7 separate regions of the Mus musculus genome follow, and all the other regions are linked to region 2. Evidence: chromatin contacts called from public HiChIP or PLAC-seq and promoter capture Hi-C data. All regions are on one chromosome and are shown on one strand. Each heading gives the region's core, a stretch centred on a gene start, on an enhancer-like site or on the middle of the called end of the contact. The rest is flanking DNA. Distances are from core to core; before and after follow the strand shown.

Region 1 (3,276 bases), core at 235-2,734, 1.3 Mb after region 2:
GTTGTTACAATACGATATTCATTAACACATAAGTGTAATAGCATTATTGGATTGTAACCCGTGTATATTATACAGAAATAAAAGCGAGAATAGGCTTAACCTAAGCCCCAGTAGAATTCAATTTGGTTCAATTCCGGATATTTTTTCCTTGCTTCCAAGTGTTTGGGCTCTCATACAACCAAAACAAATTTCCATCACAGAACCAAATACTTTTGTACATCAACCTAAAACTTCCATTAAAAAACAAACAAACAAACAAACAAACAAGCAAACAAAAAAACCTTTTAGGAGTCTCTCAGTAAGAATATTTCTAGAATTCAATTCTAGAGCATTAAGTAAACACAGGAGCCATTGTGCAAATAGTTCACAAATTCTAAGACGCTCTGAAGCGCTAACACACCCACAACATACTCTGTAGGTGGAGCGTTCCAGGTTAACGTCATCACTCTCCATTGCACAGGTCAACCGGAAGAGCAATCCTGGAAACTGGTCTAAATATCCTTGCTATGCACTCCACCTCCAGCATCTCTTTGGGGATCCCACATGTTCCCAAAGCAGAGGTTCTAAACCTGTGGGTTGCAAGTCCCCTGGGGTTGCATTATAGTAGCAAAACTACAGATATGAAGTAGCAAGAAATAATATTATAGTTGGCGAGGGGGAGAAGGGGTTGTCACCACGACATGAGGAACTGAATTAAAGGGTCACAGCATTAGGAAGAATGAAAACCACTATCCTAAGCAGGTCACAAGAGTCCGCCAGACAGCAGCGGGCCCGCCAGACAGCAGCGGGCCCAGGGATCCAGGGCTCTTAAAGCCACTGGCTGCCCCTTAGCTGACGCTCTCGGGTCTCAAGTTTCGGGGCCAAGATCCACAATTTTCTTAGTAATTTACCATTCGAATTTTTAAATCTTTCTTAAAGTAGTCCAACCCTTAATCTTTTTTCCTTGCTCCTCAAACATGCTAGGCTCGTAGCCTACTACTAGCTTTCTCGCTGAGAAGGAAGCCACCTCCCTTTAAGGACAAAGGACTGAGGCTCTCTGCACCACTAAAGGCGGGAGGGGAAACTCGGGGAACCGAAGCGGGGTGCAGGCAGGAGCCGGGAAGAGCCGGGACATGCAATGGAGGCGGGGCCTAGAAGGGTGAGGGGCGGGGCCGGGCGCTCAGAAGCTTTGGAAGCGGAACGGGGGGTGGGGGGAGGCGCCTGCAGAGGCTGGGAAGAGCCCGGACTGGCAGAGAGGGCGGAGCCAGGTCGCAGGAGGGGCGGGGCCGGGCTCTGAGAAGCTCTGGGAACCCAACTAGAGAGCGGGCGGTAGCTGGGAAGGACAGAAACTTGGCAGAGAGGGCGGAGCCCGAGGAACGGGAAAGGGCTGAGCACTGTGGCAAAGTGGAGCAAGAACATCGAGGGGCTGAGCATGGCAGAGAGGGGCGGGGCAGAGAGGCTGGGCAGAGAGGGGGTGTGGCCGGCTCTTCCGCGCCGAGGCCCCGCCTCTCCTTCCTTCTCCTCCTGTCCCTTAGCTGGAGGGAGGCAGGCAGCGATTCGAGGGGCGTCCAAGCGGCAGCGCGGGCACGCTCCTCTCGGGAACTGGCCGACGTGGAGAGGGAGGACCCAGATCCACACTTCTCTTGATTGCTGTGGCCAGCCGTCCCTTCTCGCCATGTCCCATAGCAGGCATCGTGCCGAGGCCCCGCCGCTGCAGCGCGAGGACAGCGGGACCTTCAGGTCAGCGCCGGGCCGTCGAGGCCTCAAGGCCCAAGACGGGTGGGCAGCGGGGCAGGGGCAGGGAGCCGGCTGTCGGGCAGCATTCTGGGTAAAGCTCCCCCCTCTCCCGGCGTGGCGCTGGGCCCGCCCTCCGGGCCCTGGGGGTCTGCTGCGCGCCCCGCCCCTCTAGTGACCCTAGGCAGCTAGCCGATCGGGAGGACTTGATCAGTGTTGAGGCGCAGACCCGGGTGTCTAGCTGCCTAGTCCAAGCCCACCCGATTTCTTTCAGCATCCCTCCCACCGCTCTCAAGTTCTCTGTACAGACCTCTCCACTCTCCTCCATGGGCTGCAGCACCCGGGGACAGGTGCTCGCCCAGGCCTTGCCACTGATCCTGGCCGCTGGGGAGCTGCAGAACCTTTTTGTCACCATTTGTGACTGTCAAAACTGAGAAGTGGATGCTTTTGCTTCCCTTTCAGCTTTGACGTGCAATGCCTACGTTTTTTTCTGGTTTTTGCAGTTTGGGCAAGATGATAACAGCTAAGCCTGGGAAAACACCGATTCAGGTATTGCACGAGTACGGCATGAAGACCAAGAACATTCCAGTTTATGAATGTGAAAGATCCGATGTGCAAGTACACGTGCCCACTTTCACCTTCAGAGTAACCGTTGGTGACATAACTTGCACAGGTCTGTATGCAGTTAATTCCCCATGACCATGTGGATTGGAGGCCCTGATTCTATGTTGCTTTTCAGTAAGGAAAAGCGCCCTTTTAATTAAGATGGCTGTGGGAGTGTACTCTGAAGACAAGAGACTCCAGGATCAACTTCATTTGTTTCGCTCCCTAGTTCTGTCTCGCTAAGATGTAAGGAAGCTCAGACACTCCCAGCATCCTGCACACTTTCCAGTACCTGGGGAGCCGGCTAAAGTTCCTCTTAAGAATTAAAAACTGGAAATATTCTTGGAGCTCCGATAGCCAAGTCCGTGGGTGCTATCGCCTTTCAAAGTTACAAAGTTACCAGCGCAGAGGCTAGTAGCCACGCCGTCAGAATTTTCCGAGTTTCCCTTTTTATGGACACATCTGGAACTTCGGATTCTTGGTACCTACCACGCTTGAGTGTGTGTCCATGAAAAATCAGGGAAACATAGAAGACTCCCATACTGTATTCCTTCAAGCTGCAGCGCACAGTAGCTTCTAGTTCTAAATACTATATAAGTATTTTGTATAAAATTGTTTCCTCTTTTTATTCATGAAGTGGCAACTTTAAAAACCTTTTCATAAGCTACATGCCCAAGGTCACACACCAATGAAGTTTTAAAGTTCAGATTAATGCCTTCTTTTAGTCTAAGCCTGAGAAAATGGTTACCAGAGTTGCCATTTGTAAACGTGGACATTATTTTCCTACATACCTATTTAGCTGAAAGCATAAAAATTGTTAAATAGTTTAATTTGTAAATATACAAAGAAAAATTAGAAAAAGCTAAAGTTCCACTGTCTGCTAGTCTGAGCATATCATATATTCAAATATGGGGACCTGAGGTTGCCTATATTTATTGGAGCAACTTCAAAAAAAACCTG
Region 2 (3,313 bases), core at 100-2,599:
AACAATTGCTGTAGTCATGGTGTCACTTTATAGCAGGAGAAACGCTAACAAAGTCATACTATCTCTAGGAAAAGGCTGAAAGCTCAATCACCCTAAAATTATAATAAAGAAGCAGAGCTTACTGCCCCAGGCATTTGATGCCAGCCCCTAGGAAGCAGAGCCAGGCAGATCTCTGTGAGTTCAAGACCAGCCTGGTCTACATAGTAAGTTCCAGGCCAGCCAGGGCTACATAGTGAGACCTTGTCCCTGTTTAAAAAATAAACAAAATTCTTGGAGAAGCCAGGCCTGGTTTACAAAATACTTTGAAATATAAAGATGATGTTGTTTTAGGAAGAGCTTTCCAATCACATTAGCATGCTCTTTAACACTTACCTTTTGGTAACACTGAAAATCAAAGACTAAGGAAACAGTATAATTGAGGCCAGTGCTCTAAACTCGTTACAGATTTCACATTCCAACCCTGAAAGTATCATAAATACAACTTGCTTCTTTTTTTTTTAATTTTTTAATTAATTAATTAATTTATTTATTTTCGGAGACAGGGTTTCTCTGTATAGCCCTGGCTGTCCTGGAACTCACTTTGTAGACCAGGCTGGCCTCGAACTCAGAAATCCACCTGCCTCTGCCTCCAGAGTGCTGGGATTAAAGGCATGTGCCACCACGCCAGGCAACTTGCTTCTTTTCTTTTTTCACCTTCCTCTCTCTCTCTCTCTCTCTCTCTCTCTCTCTCTCTCTCTCTTTCAAGACAGGGGCTCATTATGTAGCTCTGGATGTCTTGGAACACACAGTGCCAGTCTCAGCCTCCAAAATATTTGGAGTAAAGGCAGACACCACCATGTTGGGCCTCCAATTTACTTCTCACTGTCCTTACAACATATCATTTATAATCAGATAGTCTTCCATTCACTTGAATTTAAAATCTTGGAACTTAATAGATACTAAACATTTTGTCACTTTCCCCTCTTCTCCCAAACAGACTTTTGGTAAAGCTTCTGTCAAAAATCTGAAAGGGATCGCTACTTTTTTTATTATTTTCAGGCAAGGTATTATATAGTAAGCCTCTGCGGTAGTTTCATAGTATGTATCTTAGTGTTAAGCTTTTACACTGAAAAAAAAAAAAAAGAAAGAAAAGCTACGGTGTCTACTAAGAGCTACTTTTTATGGCTTTAGAAGATGAGTAGTGTTAGAATAAGAAGCATGCCTCGAAAACCTAGCTCTCAAAAGTGTCTCTAGTGTGACCTCCTATCCGAACGAACTACAATTCCCGTCATGCACTGCGGTCCAACTACAACTCATTTCCGTCCGCGCTGCCAGAGCATGCTGGACTTTGTAGTTCACTCGGACTCACATGTTCTTTTCTCGTGTTCTTTGTAAGGAATGACAGTGTTACTAGCTGGATTGCTTTGACTCAAGGTGTTACTATACCGCATTATCATTAATCGTATCACATACCTGCCAATTCACTACCAGTTTTTCACTAATTTCTCGCGCTACTTTCACCCGGGAAAGGGAACTGACGCTCTTCCGGTATGATGGCGGCGCGGTGGAGCTTTAGGTAATTACGGAACTCTGAAGACTCGGGATAGACTAGGAGCCAGAGTGGGGGCGGCGGGTTGCTAGGTCGCGTGGAGAGGGCAGGGACTTGCGAGTGGGCGCTTGCCCGGTGGGCCTTGCTTTCCTCATGTGGCTGCGCCGTCTCCACCGGCGGCCCGCGAGGTGCCGTGTGAGCCGGCTGGGCCTAGCGCCGGCGGCGGGGCGTGCGTGTCTGGGCCTTGGTCTGGGTTGTCGGTGAACACCTCTCCTGGGAGCACCCTGGGTCGCGTCCCCAGTCGGCGTCCCGGGGCTGGCATTAATAAATTCTGGTAACGCGTTTGCCTCATTCCAGCTTATCCCAGTAGCCAATTCTATTACATTTTCATTTATGGATCGTTTTCATTGACTTGACTGAACCCCTGTCATGTTTAGCCCTAGTGATCCATGTTTCGCATCTTCTGTGTTTAGGTCGCATACGTAGTTAACCTTAACTCTAAAAGCCTCTACTATTTGCAACTTCCAAACATGGGTTTGCAGTTCCTGCCCCTAGCGAGCTGCAGGCCCTACAGTACAAACAGCACTGTGCCAGCTGTTTGACCTGCTCTAAATGCAAGACTTTTTTGATACATTGTAGCCACTTAACTCGCCCCCCCGCCCCCCGGAAGAATAATTTGGGGAAAGGTATTAATAGAAACAGTAACTGAGCCCCGGCAAGCCGTTGGTGAGTTTGCCCAGTGGTTAAAAGCACTCTTTCAGAGGGATCTAGGTTCGATCCAAGCACCCACAAGATGGATCACAACAAATTATAATATCAGATTCAGGGGACTGGATACCTGCTTGCTGATAGCCACTTGCACCAGCAACTTGAACTGTCCCTATATGTATATGAAGGCAAAAAAGATCCATACATGTGAAAATGAGCTACCTTTTCTGTTAATTGTGCTCTGTATTTAAACTGCCTTTTGTTTATTTATTTTTCCTGTTCTCTGTGTAGTCTTGACTGTCTTGGAACTCACTCCTTAGAGCAGGCTGACCTCAAATTTAAAGAGTTCTGCCTGCCTCTGCTTTCTGAGTGCTGGGATTAAAGGTGTGGGCTAGCCGGGTTTAGACTGGTTATTTTAGTTGAGTCCTACCTTGTTCATGACTGGCCCAGTCAGACTCAGTCTGGAAATAGACCAGTTCCAGAAAGAAGTGATTATCGGTAATACAGCAGATTGGAACTAATGTCTTTGAGGGTTTTTCTGTCAGATTTCCCTTGTTTTCTCTGTAAGTCTGAAATTACTGCAGGAACTCTAGCCAGCTTGAATGTGGTGGACAAGGCTCTCCTTCCCAAGTCCCCGTGTCTTGTTAAAAACCGTTAGATCACATTCCTCAAGCTAGCCCCCAAGATCTGTTCCCTGATCTAACCTGCAGAGATCCAGCTATCAAAGCATTGAAGTCCAACAATCCAAAACCTCTCTGGGGTCAACTAATTGACATGCCCAATTTAAATTAAATACCTCAGCCTAACCCCTCTACCCGCTACGCTAATATTTTCCTATATGTATGTCTTCTCTCTATCCAGAGACAGTCCTTTGTTCCCTTGGGACAAATACCCCTTTACCCTCTCCCTTGTTCCCTTCCCCTTCTCCCTCATCCTAGTGTCCTGTCTTTGTCTCCTGTTTCTTGCCCTTTGTCCTTCTGGGGCAAATAAGTCTCCTTTGTGCAGAGAACACGCTCTTGGAGTGTCTTGAGCCAACTTTGAGGTTCCCTACAATTACGAGCAAGGGAGGCCGATGGA
Region 3 (2,941 bases), core at 55-2,554, 1.3 Mb before region 2:
GGGATATAAGCTACATGGTGGGATATAGGCTACATGGTGGGATATAGGCTCAATCAAAGTTTCTATTCCTGATGTGCAGCTCACGCTAGAACAAAGTTGAGAAGTTGGGTCCTCAGCCAGAGAGGGGTTTTAAGGCTTTGAAACAGATTTTACACATGGAAGAGTTCTAGGACTGGTAGAAGGTAGCTTGCCAGAAGCCACCCTATGAGACTTCCCCTGAAAGAGGTTTGGAAGATACTGAGATCACATACAGTTGCAAGCAAAGGAGAGGAAAATACTCTCAGGAGCAAGCTGGCATGGGGTTAAAATTGAAAAGCTTGTACTTTAATCCAGAAGAGACCAGCATCATAGTGTCTTCCAGGACTTGCCCAACAGTGGACCCACGAAGGGGAGAAAGTTCATTATGTCTTGTTTTGGGGACCCAACTCACCCAGCTGGAGCTGTTCGCAGGTCTGGTTTGGATTCTTTCTGATCCCGCATCTGTAAATCGCCCCAGGATTGACCACTGAGGCATTAGAGAGCCAGCTGGCAGTGGGAGCCCCCACGATGAGCCTAAAGCAAGAACCATGCAAGTTCGCTCAGACGTGAACCAGTCTGCCCACCCACTCTGCCCCGTGTTGGCTTGTGACAGCTGTGCAGTGGTCAGCAAGGGAAGTGGCACCCACCTCCTCTTCCCATGACTGGAGACCCAGGACTCAGGAGCACCCTGGGGGCTGCCATCCCAAGATAAGTTAGTTCCAAGGCTCTCCAGTGAGGCAGCTGGCTGAAGCCAGGTCTTTCTCTGACCTCCCAGGAGGGCGGAAAGTTTGATTCATACAAGGAATCCCAGAGGCGGAGGCGCTGTGACATGCCTCTTGGGGAGGGCGCACTCACCAGCGCTTCGACCCGTGGCTGTGCAGCACCACCGAGTAGCCAAACAGCGTGCCGGAGGGGCCCTGGTACAGCAGTGCATTCTCCGGGTCCAGGTTGTAGGAGTGCCCGGTTGGCACCCCGAAGTACAACAACAGCATCACCGCTTCCCGGAGGGCGATCCCTCGGGACCTCGGTCTGCACCTCGCTTCCGCAGCCATGCGCTCTTGGTGGAGAACATTCAACACAAAACGGCCACTGACCAGAGTTGCACAGGATGCGACGGTTGGCCAAAGAGAAGAGCGCCCCAAGAGATGAAGTGCAGCAGCGTGTCCGGTGCTGGCAGGCGACAGGGGCGGAGAGAGGGACGCCAGAAGAGGAGGGGAATTGGTGGCCACAGGCGGAGCGATCGTAGTGGCCAGGGATGCTTCAGGCTCTGGCCCACGCCCCGTTTCTGTGGCCCCGGAGCCAGGGGCCGGGTGCTCCTAGGATCTGGGTGGGGTCCTGGGTGTGGTGCAGTGGCTCACAGCCTGGCCTCCCTCTCCCCAACCCGATCCCCATCCCCGCCCCGCAGCAGCTGTAGGGGGCGCTAGGGGACCTAGGTTGCATGGACTCACACCCTGGCAGACATCACACACAGTGGCTCTGGCTTCTGGGGCCCAGCAAAAATAACCCTTGGGGGAACACAAAACAGATCAGGGGATTCCCTTTTGAAAGTTGGCTAAGGCTTGATGCCTTGCGGGACTTCACCAAGTGACTGGCCTCCAGGGCCAGTCCCAGTGGCCAATAATTTGGGAACTAAGACTGTGGAGAACCTTCCAGAACTTCCTCTGTCACTTATGTGCTGTGTAGCATACAGAAATTACACAGTTTGCAAGAAGCCAAAACTGCTGCCCCCCCCCCCTCCCGCCCCAGCCCTATTGGAGCATTTGGTGACAAAAGTATATGGCTAGTCTCTTCAAAACTCCCAGGCCTGCAGCCTTTTATGCAGGCTTCCTTCCTCTCTATACACTTCCTCTTAAATAGAGTCTATACGCATGAGCAAGCCAGGCAATAGCCTAACACAGAAAACCCAGGCAAGCTAAGGAAATTCTGTGACTTGCCTCACTTAGCAGACTCCACCCCTTGCTCACTTCTTCATAACTAGTCCCCATGTACACACTCAGTTACCCCAGGACATACCTACCACCAGATGTGTAGACACAGCCTAAGACAAGGTCATAACAGGCTTCTAAAAAGCCACCAGAGATCAGAGTCACAGCACACCTAAGCCAGGAGATGGGCCTCTGCTGAACATACTCCTTGTGTGCTGCTTTTCTTTTTTTTTTTAATTTTATTTTATTTTTAATTTATGTCTTACACTCCATATTCCATTCCCTGCTTTTCACGCTGGAGCAGGAGGCAAGTGCTGGTGAGTGTTAGCAGGTGAGATGCTGGCCCTCTTACCTTTGTTGCAAAAAAAAGACAAATGACAAGAAAGAAAGAAAGAAAGAAAGAAAGAAAGAAAGAAAGAAAGAAAGAAAGAAAGAAAGAAAGAAAGAAAAAGAGAGAGGGAGGGAGGGAGAGAAAGAAAGAAAGGAAGAAAGAGAGAGAGAGAGAGAGAGAGAGAGAGAGAGAGAGAGAGAGAGAGAAAGGAAGGAAGAAAGGAAGAAAGAAAGAAAGAAAGAAAGAAAGAAAGAAAGTCCGTGTCTGCCAGTTACACCAACAGAATCACAGGCCCGCAGCTGTCGCTGTTCACTGAGTCAGATCATCTCATGCAGTGGGCAGCCCCCAGTCCTCGAAACACCACAACAAATCAGCAGGATGCCTGGAGGAGCACCCAGCAACATTTTTGGCCTGATAGTAGAAAAGAAAAGTTCCCTACTCCATAAAGTTTAATTGTTTGGGAACACTTGAAGAGAGCTGGAAGGCAAGGATCGCTGAGTTGGGCTCCACACACTCTGAGAAGAGGCACGAGGGAGGAGCCGGTCAGCCTGGTTGAGGGACTGAAAAATAAAATAGCACGTGCCTCCTGAGCCCCACAGGCAGGGAAGGGATGGTGAAACTCTGGTTGGCACTGATAGCTGTACAGTGGCTAATGGGCAGGTCCTCA
Region 4 (3,259 bases), core at 669-3,168, 1.6 Mb after region 2:
GGACCCATGAGGGGTGCTCTGTGTGTGTGTGTGTTTCCTTTAAGGAGGGCAGTGTGTATCACTGAAGTGTGAGAAAACCATGGAAAACGGAACACTGCAGGAGGCAGAAACTCAAAAGACACCGAATATAAAAACCACGACACTGTGTACTTTTGTGGAAGAGAACACTGGGTCCAGGAGAAGGAGAGCTTACCTTTGCTCAGGAGACAGCTTGCTATAGAGGCAAAGGACCCTACTTACAAGACAGAGTTAGAGGCATATCCCTAGGTGGTCTATTTTAGTTATTTCTTCAGTAATACCCACCATATGTCAAGCACTGCCAACGGTATTAGAAGAAATGGGCAACTCTAAGTTAATTTAATCAACACACCGGTAATGAAATAGCCAAAGAAACATACAAGAGAAACTCGAAAGAAAACACAAATAGTAGATAAAAGGGGAACCTTGGATAAATAAGAGCGGGGATACCATCAGATCACAAATTTCTAAATTTTCGAGCCTAAAGAGCTTATAAAGTCCCCTGATTAATGACTGTATCTATATAGCGCACATGAATGACCTAGCACACACCTTGTTCTCAAAAATTTTAACCCCGTTCCTCCCTTGCTCTCCCCCCGCCCCCATTTATTTCCCCTTCTCTACGTGCTCATGGCTGGCCTCTTCTTTCTTCTTCCTTTTCTTTCTCTCTTCTTCTTCTTCCTCCTGCTCCTTCTTCTTTCCCTCCCCCTCCTCCTCTCCCTCTGCCTTTCTCTGCCCCTACTACCCTCTAACTCCCCTCCCCATGCCCAGGTGCAGCATAGAAGAGGGGCTGGAGACACTCTAGCCCACAGTCCATGAACACTCGTAAATGGTATTCTTACAAAACCCAAACCAGAATTCCCCCACACCTTGCACCGTTTTCTAGGTTTGCCCCTTTCCAGTATAGCATAGCTTGTCACAAAATACTTTTACTTTGATAATTTTCTGTTTATAGGCATGGTGCTGTAATTTTTTTTTTACTTAAGAGATCCTTCAAGCTTTGTAAAAGTAAAATACACGAGGAAAAAAAACCCTAAAACTAAATTTTCTAGTCGCGAAGGTAATTACAGTGTTCGAGAGAGGAAGCTCAGAAAAGTTTTCACAATAGACAGGAAGACGGGGACAGGAGGTTGACTGACTTACGAGGTCAGCCACAGTTGTGCTATCCTTGGATGTGGCTACCCAATCTGTTCCCAGGGTAAGAGGCTCCTTTGGCCAGAGGCCGGGGATCCGCTCCTCCAAGCCATCCTCGGCACACTCACGGTGCGTGCAGAATCCAACCCCTCTCCTACCAGATGCACAGCATCCCCGGCGCAGCAAAGGGGCGGGAGAGACCCCAACCCATACCGCCGTCACCCTCGCGAGCACCCTCAACCCCGGGCACCCATATCCCAAACACCCCAACCTGGGCATCTCTACCTCACACACCCTAAACCAGGCACCTCAGCCCCGCACCTTGATGGGCTTGGTGTCGCTGGGACCCAGGCACTGTCCGTGCATCTCCTCCATTGCCCGGCAGGCCTGTGAGCTGCGCGCGAACTTGACGAAGGCCACGCCCTTGGACTCCTTAGTGTGCTTGTCGCGCACCACCCAGATGTCCTGGATGTCTCCGAAGGGCGAGAAGCGCTCCCTCAGCACCAATTCGGATGTGTGCTTGCTGATCACTAGAAAAATGCGGCTGTTGGGCGGCTCATCCAGGCTGTCTACGCCCGGGCGGAATCCTCCGCTGCCTCCCAAGCCGCCGGCGTCGTCCATGGCGCCCCACGCGGGACCCAGGCGCAGCCCCCCTGCAGGCCCTGTTCACCCGGCAGGTTCTCGGCCGCTTCCCGGCCGCTTCCCGGCAGCTCCCCGTCTCGCCCCACGCCGGTAAGCAGCTCCGCTTCCGGAAGAGCCGAGAGCCGGAAAGCAGGTGCGTCCCGCAGTGAGGTCTGCGGGCTTCCGGGAACATTCTGCAGCGCCCCCTGGTGCCACGGTGGACTCAGCAATCTCAAATCTTCAGTCCCAGGGAAAACCAAGAATGGGTTTATGCAAACCACTTTGCCCTGTGGCTAAAAAGATCCACCTGCCTGATTCTTAAGCCTTCCCAAAGCTGGCTTCTACTAAGCCTGTAATCAGATTGCTACATTTGAGGCCTCCTGGGCTACATAGTAAATTTGAGGTCAGCAAAAGCACCACACCAAAAATATACAAAAAGCAGGCAGGCTTCACTCAAAATGGTCCATAGAGACAGGTACAAAGGACCATTGCGTTGGGGTCTTGCAGTAAGGGGGAGAGACTGGACTTGGTTCCAGTAAGATAAATGGAGGACAGTACAATATGAGTTAGTATAAGGACAATTACTGAAGATCGCGGGGTAAGAGAGACTCTCAGTAGATCTGCTTCCCAGAACTTAGGCTGTAGATAAGTGATAAGTTGATAAGTAATAAAACATTAACAGCCGGGCAGTGGTGGCGCACGCCTTTAATCCCAGCACTTGGGATGCAGCAGCAGGTGGATTTCTGAGTTTGAGGCCAGCCTGGTCTACAAAGTGAGTTCCAGGACAGCCAGGGCTATACAGAGAACCCCTGTTTCGAAAAACCAAAAAAAAAAAAAAAAAAAAAAAAAAAGACATTAACAGCAGTCAGACATCAAGGATAAGAATTATGGCGAAACTGACTTATCAGGATTTGTCCTCCAATTAGATTCCCCTAGAACAGAAAGCTGGAAGTTGGATCTAGTCAAGCAGAAGACCTGGGGGGAGTTTGTCTGAAATTTTGGTGAAAACACAGTCTTCATCACCGTTTTGGCGTGGCCTTGTTAGGATGGGTGTGGCCTAGTTAGAGTGGGTGTGGCCTTGTAGGAAGTGTGAGGTTGAGCTTTGGGAGTTTCAGTAGCAGTGCCTTCTTTCCCTCTTGTCTTTGGACCTGGAGGTAGAACTTCCAGCGGCTTCTCCAGCACTATTATCTCTGCCTGCTGCTATCCTTCCCGCCATGATGACGGTGGACTCAACCTCTGAAAGTGTAAGCCAGCCCCAGTGAAATGCTTTCCTTTATAAGAGTTACCGTGGTCATGGTGTCTCTTCGCAGCAATAGAATACTAAGAGTTAAAACCATAGAGTCTGATGGCTGAAAGGAGCCTTTTACAACCATGGAATCCTTATCCCTATTTTTAGAGATGAGGAAATCTGAGGCTCAAAGTTAAGATGCACAGGTAACAGAACCAGGCCCAGAGGCAGCTGTGTGTGTGATCTACGCAGCTACCG
Region 5 (3,198 bases), core at 540-3,039, 1.4 Mb before region 2:
AAAGGCTTATGAAATTTTCATAATATTTTCAATATCTATTCTGTAAAATTTCAGCTAGAGAGCATGCTTGCCTGTCCTCAATGATACAAAAATTTCAAATCGCTCATTAAGAAACTCAATGTCCAACACTATGTAGTCATGTGATTTCCACCTTAGTCCACATCCAAAAATGTCAACAGTAGCAAGGCTCCTGAAATGACCACATAAACGATGCTCTTAACTAAGGCAAAATCAGTAGTGGAAAGGAAAAGTTACTTTCCAAAATTATTTATTCTTCTGAACACCAGAGTGGATAAACAGAGTTGTAGCTTAGAGTCCTCTTTCTTCATTTAAAACCCTAAGTACATTTCTAAGAAACTAAACTTACTACTTAAAGATTTGCTCCTGTTATTCAAATCGTTTCCCATTTCAAAGCTGTTTGTATAGAAGGAAGCAAGCATCCTAAGATGCAACTTATTAACTGTGGTTAACTGAATACATGTCAGAGACTGGTGTGCCAACCAAGGAAAGACACTGTATACATGAACAATTCACCGGGGCCCCCCTAAATGACCACTGACTCCTGGAACCCACACTCGAGTTTTAGCCAGTGTGGAATCTCATACAAATGTAATTAGATGTAATCCTTGGTAGCTGCGATTTTGAATGTAGTTTCTTTTATTTAAACTTTGTGAAATTAGTTTCAATCGGTGTTTGCAAATTGCTTGTCACTTAAGTCTGTGCTCCACCCTAGTTAGCCACTTGTCTTCTTCTTTGCCCAGTCAGTGGTAAGTAGGATTTCAGTCATTTCCCATGTAGAACTATAATAGTCTCACATTGAATACACACATATACTTGTTCTGTGTATATATCCCTTTGCATTCCTCCTATCTTTTCTCCCTGTATTTCTATTTATCTTGTAAAAACATTTTTTAAATACAAGATTATACATTATGCAAAGTAAATAACAAATTATACTATAAGAGGGTGTGTTTTAACCTAGAAAAAAAATGCTGTACTAAGTGGATGCCACAGGAAACGCAGGCAGGCCAACAGAGTAGGCATCTGGAAACTCCTGTCTGAACGTAAATCATTCCTTTGTTTTTATAAATAAAGTTTTATTGAGTCTAGCCATTCTCGCTTTTGCACTACTGGTACAGATGAGCAACTGAGACTGAGTGCATTTTTTCCAAGAAATTGAAACTGTCACGTTATAAAAACCATTGGGGTGGCTCCTGCTATACAGCCCACATGACTGATGAAAACTTTCAAATTAACAAGCAACATGTGGTATTACTAGACAACTAAAATCCATTATCTTTGCTGTTGGTTTTTGTTTTGTGTTGTCTGGTTTTTGTGGACTAGAGTCATGCTATATGTAGGCCAGGCAGGCCTTGTACTTGTAATTCCATCCCATGCTCTGGCGTGCTGTAATTACAGGTATGCATCGACATGCCTGGATCCATTCTGACATCAACAGAGGGTCCTTAATCTCAGCTGGCAGAGGCTACAGGCTTTTCCCTTAGAATCCAAGTAGAAGTAGAAAAAGTAATCCAGCCCCAAGCCTTTAACCTCCCCTGTAGCACCCTGTAGAAAAGAAGAGAGAGAAATAAAGGATACCCTATGTGAACCAATTCTCTTTTCTGAGCCTTGGATTTGAGAAGCTGTGCAACAAATGAATAATAAATAACAAAGTACTCATTCTAGACCCTGGCTACCATCTCATCCTGGAGGTACTTGACGGAGTGGTCATGAGCTACCCCAGCACGAAGGAGGTGGTGTGGTTTGCTCATGTTGTGAGCCTTTGGACTTAGTCAGCAGGCTTCTCCTTGGCAGCGATTGTTAAATGGTGAGAAGAGAGCCACGCTGCCTTTTCCCTACCGTTCTATCATCCAGTTACGACCGAAGGGACTTTCAAGGTACTCTAAAAGTAAACTTCAGCTTGACATTAAAGTTTAATTAAGACTTGTACAAGAGCTGCTTAGAAATAGACATTTATAAAATATTCTGGCTTGGAACCAAAGCATTAGTCACTGAACACCTTTGGGAAAGAAGTTGGCACTTTGACAGGCAACAGAAGGTGGCAGCGTGGCATCCGCAGCCAGCTTCTGAGACAGCAGCCGATCAGAGCGGCACCAGGCTCCTGTTGTCAGCAAGACTCCCGGTTTAGTTTCCATTTTAAGCTATTTTGCACAATTACCACAATCCCAACTCCATGATTCTTAAAAGTACACCTTTCTATACATCTTCTTTAACAAGAAGCCATTGAAAAGACACCAGCCAGCGTCCTACATACCATGAAGGAGAGCCAGCTGCACATCTGGACGGGTGGCATGACTGAACCAGCGGCTTCCCTGGGACTTACAGTTCATTCTTCATGAAAACATGCATAATGCAGGCTTGAAATTTACAAAGCTGCTTAGAGTCCACATAACTGACACAAGCCCAAGTACTGTGCACACATGGAACCATAACTTAATAAGTGAATGAGGAAACGAGAAAGCTGTTACACCAGGTTCTACATTTTCTCTCAGTGAACATGACTGGATTTTACAAGACATTCACAAAACCTTAGTATTGTCAATATATTCTTTCTTGGTGCAATAAATTTGGTCTCTGAAGATTACTTAGTTTTGATCAGAATGGTAGGGACAAAAAAGGAAGGAAAGAAGGCAGGCAGGAAGGAAGGAAGGAAAGAAATAAGGAAAGAAATAAACAAGGGGGGAAAAGACAACGCAGCAAAATAAAATGTGAATGGTTAGCACAGCTTAATGCTCAAAGACACACAGCAGAATTATCTGACAAAAGAGAAGCCTTCAGCAACTGGCCTCCAGTCCAAAGTTGAATTTCATCTTCTTTTCTTTTTCTTTACTATCATCTGACTTTGTTGAATAAAAGTTCAAGGAGAGAAATGAAAAGGAACTTGGATTAGGAAGCTGGCCCGGAAGTGAGTGGACGTTAGTATCGAAGCATGAACTTCATTCTTCGCCTGCTTCGGGAGGTCAGTCAGGCTTTGATTTTACAAAGGACAGTTGTATTAGATTAGCCTGTTGAAGAGTTAAATGCATGGTGCCAGGTACCATTCACAACTTACTGTCTACTCAGAGTTCCCCACTTGATGCTACCAGAACCCCAGATTACTCAGGCAGTGGGCAGCATTTCTTTGATGTTGCAGAAGATGAGCATTGAGTTCAGCTTTGGGGAATGAAGCCTGATGGC
Region 6 (2,958 bases), core at 160-2,659, 1.5 Mb before region 2:
GGGAGCATGGGCCCTATTGTTTCCATCTTCATGGCAAGACAAAGCCAATGTTTGCAACTCCTGGTCTTCCTGAAGCTTGACAAATGGCAACCTGCCCCTTTGTAAAGGTCCTAAGAAGTAGCCATTGCCTTGGCCTGTTTGCCTTGGCTCTCAGCAAGTTTTTAAAATGCCAGGGAGCTTGAGTCTGCCAGACAGCTGTGAACTCAGGATGTTAACTCTAGAAGTGAACTCTTCCTGGAACTGGCACAGCTCTTACCTACCAGTGGCTGCCTATGAGAGACTTAGTGGAAGATGGATGGAATCCTTAAGTAATAGTACAGAAACCCCAGTTTTAAATCACCCTTCAATGCCTGACCACCCCCTCATATAAGGACTTCACAAAACCTCTTTACTTGCCTAGTCTGCAAAAACACTAGGCTCTTGTTTTCTGATTGCAATTCTCAGCCTAAATCCTAGACTTTCAGAGGGAAGTATTTCTGGAACCTGGATTCCATCCCTGGAGATTGCAAATTGATCGTTTTGAAATGTGGCCAGGACAACTGGATTAAACAGCAACCGCCCTCCCCGGGCCACTCTATTGTGCAATCACAGCGGGAGAACTGCCCCTCCTACCAGGAGGAAGTTAACGGTGAGCTCTGGAGGCCTCCTTTTGCATGATGGTCAAGTTTGGGTGAGTAAGCTCTGCTCTTTGCAGTTTGCAGCTGTCGCATCCAGGTAGAGCTAAGGGATCCATACACTACACTATGGAGGTGATTGAAGGTAATATCAACTTTGTGAGGTGTACATTTGTCTATGCAAATCAGGGGTTTACTCTTACTCCTGGGCAGTCAAACAGATGTAGTCACACAGGTAATGTAGCTCCTTGGGGGAATCTCAGAGGACACCCCTGAGAAGATAGACAGAGCCTTGCGCACTGAAACTCCTTTGTGTCTCTTGGCCAGCAACTTCTGCAGTCACCCAGTAAGCAGATTCTTACTGTTCAATTTTATTTTTTTTTATTTATTTATTTATTTATTTATTTATTTATTTTTTATTATTTTTGGACAGTGTCTTACACGTGCTCCCGACGGCTGTAGAACGCACTATTTAGCGCTGGCTGGTCTGGAACTCAACTTCACCTGCCTCTGCCTCCTGAGTGCTGGAACTGAAGGCTTGTGCCACAACTCAGAATTTTGGATTCTCTTTAGATTTATCTGACAAGAACCTGCACTTCATTTAACAAGAGACTAGGTGATGCCTAAGCAATCCAATTTGGGGGATGCCTGGCAAACTCCCGGAGCTCAGCCAGGAAAATTCATACTAGCAGCATGGTCCAGAGAGGACAGTGGCCCTCTCTGGGGGCAAAAGAGAAAGCTCCCGGGGCTCCTCCCTTCCGCCCCGCCTTCCTTCAGGAGCTTTTGGTTGCCTTGGCAGCGTGGGACAAGGCCCAGGCAGTGGCTGTAGCCACACTTCCTTCCCACGAAGATTTCTGGTGGCTCCCCAATTCGGCCCAGCACCGCGTCACCATGTTCCGGGGGAGACGCAGGAGCCGGGTGGGCGCCCTGGAGGAGGCGCCTCCGGAGAACCCAAAGGCAGCTGCTGAACCCGAGCGGGTTTTGCTGCGTGGCATCTTCGAGATCCGGAGGGAAAGCTGCGATGTGGCGTTGGGCGAGCGGGCCCTGCGGTGGCGACGCATCCAGCCCGAGCTCCCGGCTGGTGAGTGGCGGCCCCCTACCTTCCCACGCCCCCCACACCCTGCTGCCGCCACGCCCTTCTGCCGCCACCGACACCCCTCTGACCCTCCGCCCCCAGCCTCCTGTAGGGGTTGTGATTGCAAACCAGGAAGTTGCAGTTCCCCTTCCATCGGGAACAAGTTTTGAAACCCGATTTTTAATGAATTTCTATAGAATATCACACCACAGATTTGTGCTTTACTTAAACTTACCTTCTATTGACTTAAAGTCTTTTTTCTTTTTTTCTTTTTCTTTTTTTTTTTTTAAACAAGAAAATGCGATGCTGCAATTTGCAGTAGAAATATTTCAGGTCGGCTTCAGTTAGACCTGTCTTGGAGAACAGTAGAATGTGGTTCACAGTCTGGTTTTAATTAGCTACGAGTTTATGAAATTAAAAACAGCTGATTCCCCCCACCTTCAGAGGGAAAAAATACTCCTTGTGCCACAGTCTGTCATAGAATGGAAAAGTCATTGTTTGAAAGTTTCTTGTCCAAACGTCTAACTAAATGAAACCATCCAGTCAGGGACCAGAATTAGTGAGGAGTGTGAATTCCACCTGAGCCACATGTGCAGTGCTGTTCACTCAAGCAAAGCTACTTTGGGCTTTAAGCAAAATGTTTTCACGGCCTTTGAAAGCCCAAGGTGAAGAAGTATTTCCCGATTCTTTAGATTCTTTAATATTACAAGCAAGGTGCAGGGATGTGGGATCTTTCTTTTAACCTGTAAATCAGCCTGAGTTGGGGAATATAAATGTAACTAGAATCTCGATTAGCCCAAGGAACCAATTTAAGCTACAAGCTTTTAGAGACTGCAGTGCAACAATACTGCACCCCACCCTCCCTTGTAGGTCACTGCTACAGCACAAAGACAAATAGTGACAAGAGGAAAGAAATCCTGTTTTGTAGTGAGTGGTGACTGAGGAAAAGGAGGTTTAATTAGCACTCCTGGTAATAGAATTTGAAAAGCTCTCATGACAGTTTTATTACTCCAAACTTTGCAAGTGTTTAATTTTGCCCTAAGACCCTTGGTTTTCTTTCTCTTCATACAGAGCACACTAGTTTTCTTTGCAATTAACACCTGATATTTAAACCAGGAGCCTCAGAAACCTGGCACATGTATTTGTAGAAGAGCCCAAGAGGCACATTACTAAGTCCAGTGGGTAGAGAGTAGTCATTAGGTGATGGTATGAGCTAAGCACTATGATGTTGCATTATCATAGATACGGGTGGTGAGGACTAAGTAATGT
Region 7 (3,085 bases), core at 577-3,076, 1.7 Mb before region 2:
TGTACATTTAAAAATCTCAGCCTTCTAATCTAACACTGTTTGATGGCGAGCCCCTGGCACACAGTATAGTACTGTGCTTTGTAAAGGCCATATTCTTGTCATCTGAAAATCAAGGGGTTAAAAGAGGCTGATGGTTAACCTAAAGATGTCTTGAAGCAATGTATTTGCCTCTGTGCATCTTTAAAAGGAATGCCTATACATCCCATAATATTTCAGACGAGTCTATGATGCCTAAGTAAAATTCTGCAGCTAACAATCAGTATGGCTCCAGTTATGAACTAAGACAGAGACAGCTATTGGTCTTTACAGGGAAAAAAAAAAAAAATAATTCCATATGTGAGTAGCTTTCAAAAAGAAACAGAAAAAAAAAAAAAAACCAACAACCAAATAATCCCTAGGATAAACATAATTTGCGAAAACAATAATATGCCCAGAAGCAAATGCCAACCAAAGTTTAAAAGTTATAGTCTTCACACACAAGGTTTTTCAAAGAGCAAATAAACTGGGGGAAAAAATAGAAGTAAAACACATTTTACTTTAGTCAAATTTACTTGTAATAAAACCCATCTCCTCTGTATTTTATCAAACATTTTTGTGCAGGTTGCCAAAGTATGTAACTAAACAGACTCATAAAGTATGAATGCCTTCAAAGCTCCATTTCCTTCTGCGAATTCCAATGCCATCTGACAAAACCCTGTCCCAGGACTTAAACTCCAAGGAGCAAGTTGGCTAGTTTTAATAGGTCCCCAGAGAGACCTAAGGCACACAACACAAATTAAACCCCAGTTAGTGTAGCTAAGTAAATTAAACTCGTCTATAACACGTTTGAAAGGAAAATGATTCTATGCCAGATATGCAGATGCCAAAATAAAGAAAAATAAAAGGTTCTGTGAAACATCAAAATTATTTCAAGAGAAAGCACGACCAGCCAAAGTAGCATCACTGTGACCTGTTTTAGTTTCTGATCTGCTGCTGACATCATGCCCGGACTGCTGAAGTCGTCAACTCGGTCACCAAATAATCAGCGGCCACAGCACTTCCAGTTCTAATCGCTTCTAGAAGGAAGCTATCGGCCGGCTCACTTTCCGGTTCCTAGCTTACAGTGACCACGGGACCCAGAGACGAAGTCGAACCCCCTCGCTTCTCCCCCAGGCAACCCCCGCTTTACTTACCGGCAGTCTTTGAGCCATATCGCGATCTTCTCGTTGGGCACGTTTCCTGCGGGAGTAGAGCGAAGGGACAGCTCGTTAAAGACCCCAAACATAAGTACTCAGAGGCTGTGCCATCCTGACACTCCCTTGCAGGAGAATCTGCCCTGGCAACCCGTAGCCTCCGAGAGCCTTCCCGGCGCCCGACCCAGGGGAGCCAGCCGGCAGCCAGGTGCACATGCTGGAGCTGAAGCGCGGGTCACGCGCGCATTTAAAGTTCGGGGGCGTCCGGTCCCCGCGCCCGGTGGCACGGAGCACGCCACCTCCCTGATCGCACGTCCCTGTCCCGCGCACCGACCTCGCCCCGCGGGTGCCGGCAGCTTCGTGCCTGGGAGGTCCTCCTCGTCGTCCTCGTCCTCGTCCTGCGTCGTCGTCTCTGTGGACAGATCCTCGGTCTCCGACGCCTGCCAGGAGCTGCGGCACTTGGCCCAGGCCTTCCTCCTGCGACTCGCCACTTGCCACTCCAGTTCCTCCTCCGCCTCCGCCGACAGGGGTCGGTTCATGGCCGCGCCGGGGGCTCCGCGGGCCCAGCCCGAGCCTGCGCGGGACACAGCGGCGGCTGCGGGGACCCCCGCCGCTGCTGTCAGCGCCCAGCCGGGCAGGGGGCCCGGGGGAGCCAGAGCGGGCGCCGCAGGAGGAGGGGACAGGGAGGGGGGGAGGGAAGGAAGGGAGGGAGGGGCGGAGGGCCGGCGCTTCACGTGAACCCGGCCTGGCGGGGCGCAGGAGCGCGAGTGGCTCCGGCAAGCCGGGTAGGCGCCGAGCGCCCGCCCGGCCCGGTCCCGCCTACTCTAAGACCCCGCCCTGCCCCCTTTCTAGCCACGCCCCCGCTAATGCACAGTCCAGCCTCTCGCAGCTGTGCGCCACGCCCACGACGGAGGCCACGCCCTCTTCCGGTGGCGGTCTTGCCGGGAGGTGAGGACGAGAGTTGGGGCGGGGCACGTCCTGACGGGCTAGGAGCCGAACCGCCCCTTCGCGGTGGCCTCAGGAAAGAGCCAGATTTGTTTGTTTGTTTGCTTTACAGCTTTTCCTTCTCTCAACTCCTCTCTCGTCCAGAAATAGAGGTAAAGTGCCAAGGCCAAGTCTCATAAAACGCCCCCGCGTGCAAACAAGTGACTGGGCTGCTGAGACTTAATCAGTGTAGGATGCCTACAGGATTGGGCAAGGATGAAAGAGACGTGAGATTGTACTGTCAGCTTGTCAAAGCTTACCTTGGTGTTGCTCGCACATTTTGAGAAACCTGTGTGTCCTGGTTATGTGAGGTATGAAAATCCAGTGAGAAAAAAGTGGGTATGTCACATTGAAGCTGCAGACAAAAAAAAAAAAAAAAGGAAGTGAAGAAAGCGACCTGGGAGTATAAAGAAAGCTAACTGCTTGGATTTGGGACTTAGAAGATGTAACAAGAAGCAGGTCATGCCAAGCTTCTGAAACAATTCTTAAATCCCAGCTTCCTCCGTCCCCTTTATCATACTTGTATTTCCTATGAGGAAAAAAAGATTAAAATTCTATCCAGATTGAGACAAAGTGTTACATATCAAACAGTGAATGTCCTAAACCATCTACAGACAATATAGAAAGCTTCCAACATTTTATTGAACTCTGCAAGCAAAGTGAGAATAGTTTTTTGCTTTGGTCTATTTTTATGCTTTTTCTTGACTAAAAAGGACATTTTTACATAAATAATATTTTAAGGAAGAAATTTTCCACTTGAAATAGATATTTGCAGTTCATAAAAGTCCAAGTTAAGTGTGCATTCATAAATGAAGGAAATAGTTTTTGGAACACAGAATGTAGTGTCCTTGAGATGAGATGGAACCTAGTTTCTTGTGCAGGCCTTTGCACATAATCTATTCATCTTTAAAGTAGCACAGGGACCTTCC

What was found. Promoter capture Hi-C pulls out the DNA fragments that hold promoters and counts their contacts. HiChIP or PLAC-seq counts read pairs in DNA pulled down with a chosen protein or histone mark.
Region 1: a contact with region 2 is called in a promoter capture Hi-C map of pre-B cells, with 4 times the contacts expected there. The contact joins the promoter of Prkra here to the promoter of Cwc22 in region 2. A contact is called at or near these places in 5 of 39 promoter capture datasets (the C10 cell line, hematopoietic stem and progenitor cells, liver and 2 more), 1 of 484 Hi-C or Micro-C datasets (pre-B cells), 1 of 115 datasets of contacts at active chromatin or transcription factors (astrocytes) and 1 of 9 other capture datasets (adipose tissue).
Region 3: a contact with region 2 is called in a promoter capture Hi-C map of hematopoietic stem and progenitor cells, with 4 times the contacts expected there. The contact joins the promoter of Itga4 here to the promoter of Cwc22 in region 2. A contact is called at or near these places in 6 of 39 promoter capture datasets (embryonic stem cells, erythroid cells, hematopoietic stem and progenitor cells and 3 more), 3 of 115 datasets of contacts at active chromatin or transcription factors (astrocytes, large pre-B cells and microglia) and 1 of 9 other capture datasets (embryonic stem cells).
Region 4: a promoter capture Hi-C map of liver shows a contact between it and region 2, with 6 times the contacts expected there. The contact joins the promoter of Rbm45 here to the promoter of Cwc22 in region 2. A contact is called at or near these places in 7 of 39 promoter capture datasets (the 3T3-L1 cell line, the C10 cell line, cranial neural crest and 3 more) and 1 of 115 datasets of contacts at active chromatin or transcription factors (extraembryonic endoderm stem cells).
Region 5: a contact with region 2 is called in a promoter capture Hi-C map of hippocampal neurons, with 2.6 times the contacts expected there. The contact joins the enhancer-like site here to the promoter of Cwc22 in region 2. A contact is called at or near these places in 2 of 39 promoter capture datasets (the C10 cell line and hippocampal neurons) and 1 of 115 datasets of contacts at active chromatin or transcription factors (astrocytes).
Region 6: a contact with region 2 is called in an H3K27ac HiChIP or PLAC-seq map of embryonic stem cells, with 10 times the contacts expected there. The contact joins the promoter of Cerkl here to the promoter of Cwc22 in region 2. A contact is called at or near these places in 1 of 115 datasets of contacts at active chromatin or transcription factors (embryonic stem cells) and 2 of 9 other capture datasets (adipose tissue and liver).
Region 7: a contact with region 2 is called in a promoter capture Hi-C map of pre-B cells. The contact joins the promoter of Itprid2 here to the promoter of Cwc22 in region 2. A contact is called at or near these places in 9 of 39 promoter capture datasets (the C10 cell line, cranial neural crest, embryonic stem cells and 5 more), 6 of 484 Hi-C or Micro-C datasets (CD4 T cells, CD8 T cells, muscle stem cells and 2 more), 8 of 115 datasets of contacts at active chromatin or transcription factors (astrocytes, cardiomyocytes, embryonic forebrain and 5 more) and 2 of 9 other capture datasets (adipose tissue and liver).

What each region holds. Positions count from the first base shown.
Region 1 is chr2:76,646,235-76,649,510 of GRCm38.p6, reverse strand. Prkra (protein kinase, interferon inducible double stranded RNA dependent activator) reads left to right here and starts at 1,484. Exons shown (of 8, transcript NM_011871.3): 1 at 1,484-1,719; 2 at 2,217-2,386. The coding sequence starts at 1,655.
Region 2 is chr2:77,944,392-77,947,704 of GRCm38.p6, reverse strand. Cwc22 (CWC22 spliceosome-associated protein) reads left to right here and starts at 1,349. Exons shown (of 20, transcript NM_001362658.1): 1 at 1,349-1,555.
Region 3 is chr2:79,253,789-79,256,729 of GRCm38.p6, reverse strand. It overlaps Itga4 (integrin alpha 4), which reads right to left and starts at 1,304. Exons shown (of 28, transcript NM_010576.4): 1 at 874-1,304; 2 at 431-552. The coding sequence starts at 1,070.
Region 4 is chr2:76,368,643-76,371,901 of GRCm38.p6, reverse strand. It overlaps Rbm45 (RNA binding motif protein 45), which reads right to left and starts at 1,918. Exons shown (of 10, transcript NM_153405.2): 1 at 1,474-1,918. The coding sequence starts at 1,773.
Region 5 is chr2:79,308,527-79,311,724 of GRCm38.p6, reverse strand. All of the region lies in intron 17 of Itga4 (integrin alpha 4), which reads right to left. Among named protein-coding and RNA genes, the nearest start is that of Gm22606, 38 kb to the left of the region's middle. Within about 2 kb of position 1,789, at least 13 of the 459 cell types and tissues checked have an H3K27ac peak or open chromatin away from gene starts, as enhancers often do. A contact at or near this core is called in hippocampal neurons, where this site is marked.
Region 6 is chr2:79,427,439-79,430,396 of GRCm38.p6, reverse strand. It overlaps Cerkl (ceramide kinase-like), which reads left to right and starts at 1,409. Exons shown (of 13, transcript NM_001048176.1): 1 at 1,409-1,695. The coding sequence starts at 1,506.
Region 7 is chr2:79,634,166-79,637,250 of GRCm38.p6, reverse strand. Itprid2 (ITPR interacting domain containing 2) reads right to left here and starts at 1,826. Exons shown (of 18, transcript NM_080558.4): 1 at 1,507-1,826; 2 at 1,173-1,218. The coding sequence starts at 1,711. Gm46751 (a long non-coding RNA gene) reads left to right here and starts at 2,189. Exons shown (of 2, transcript XR_001783386.2): 1 at 2,189-2,269.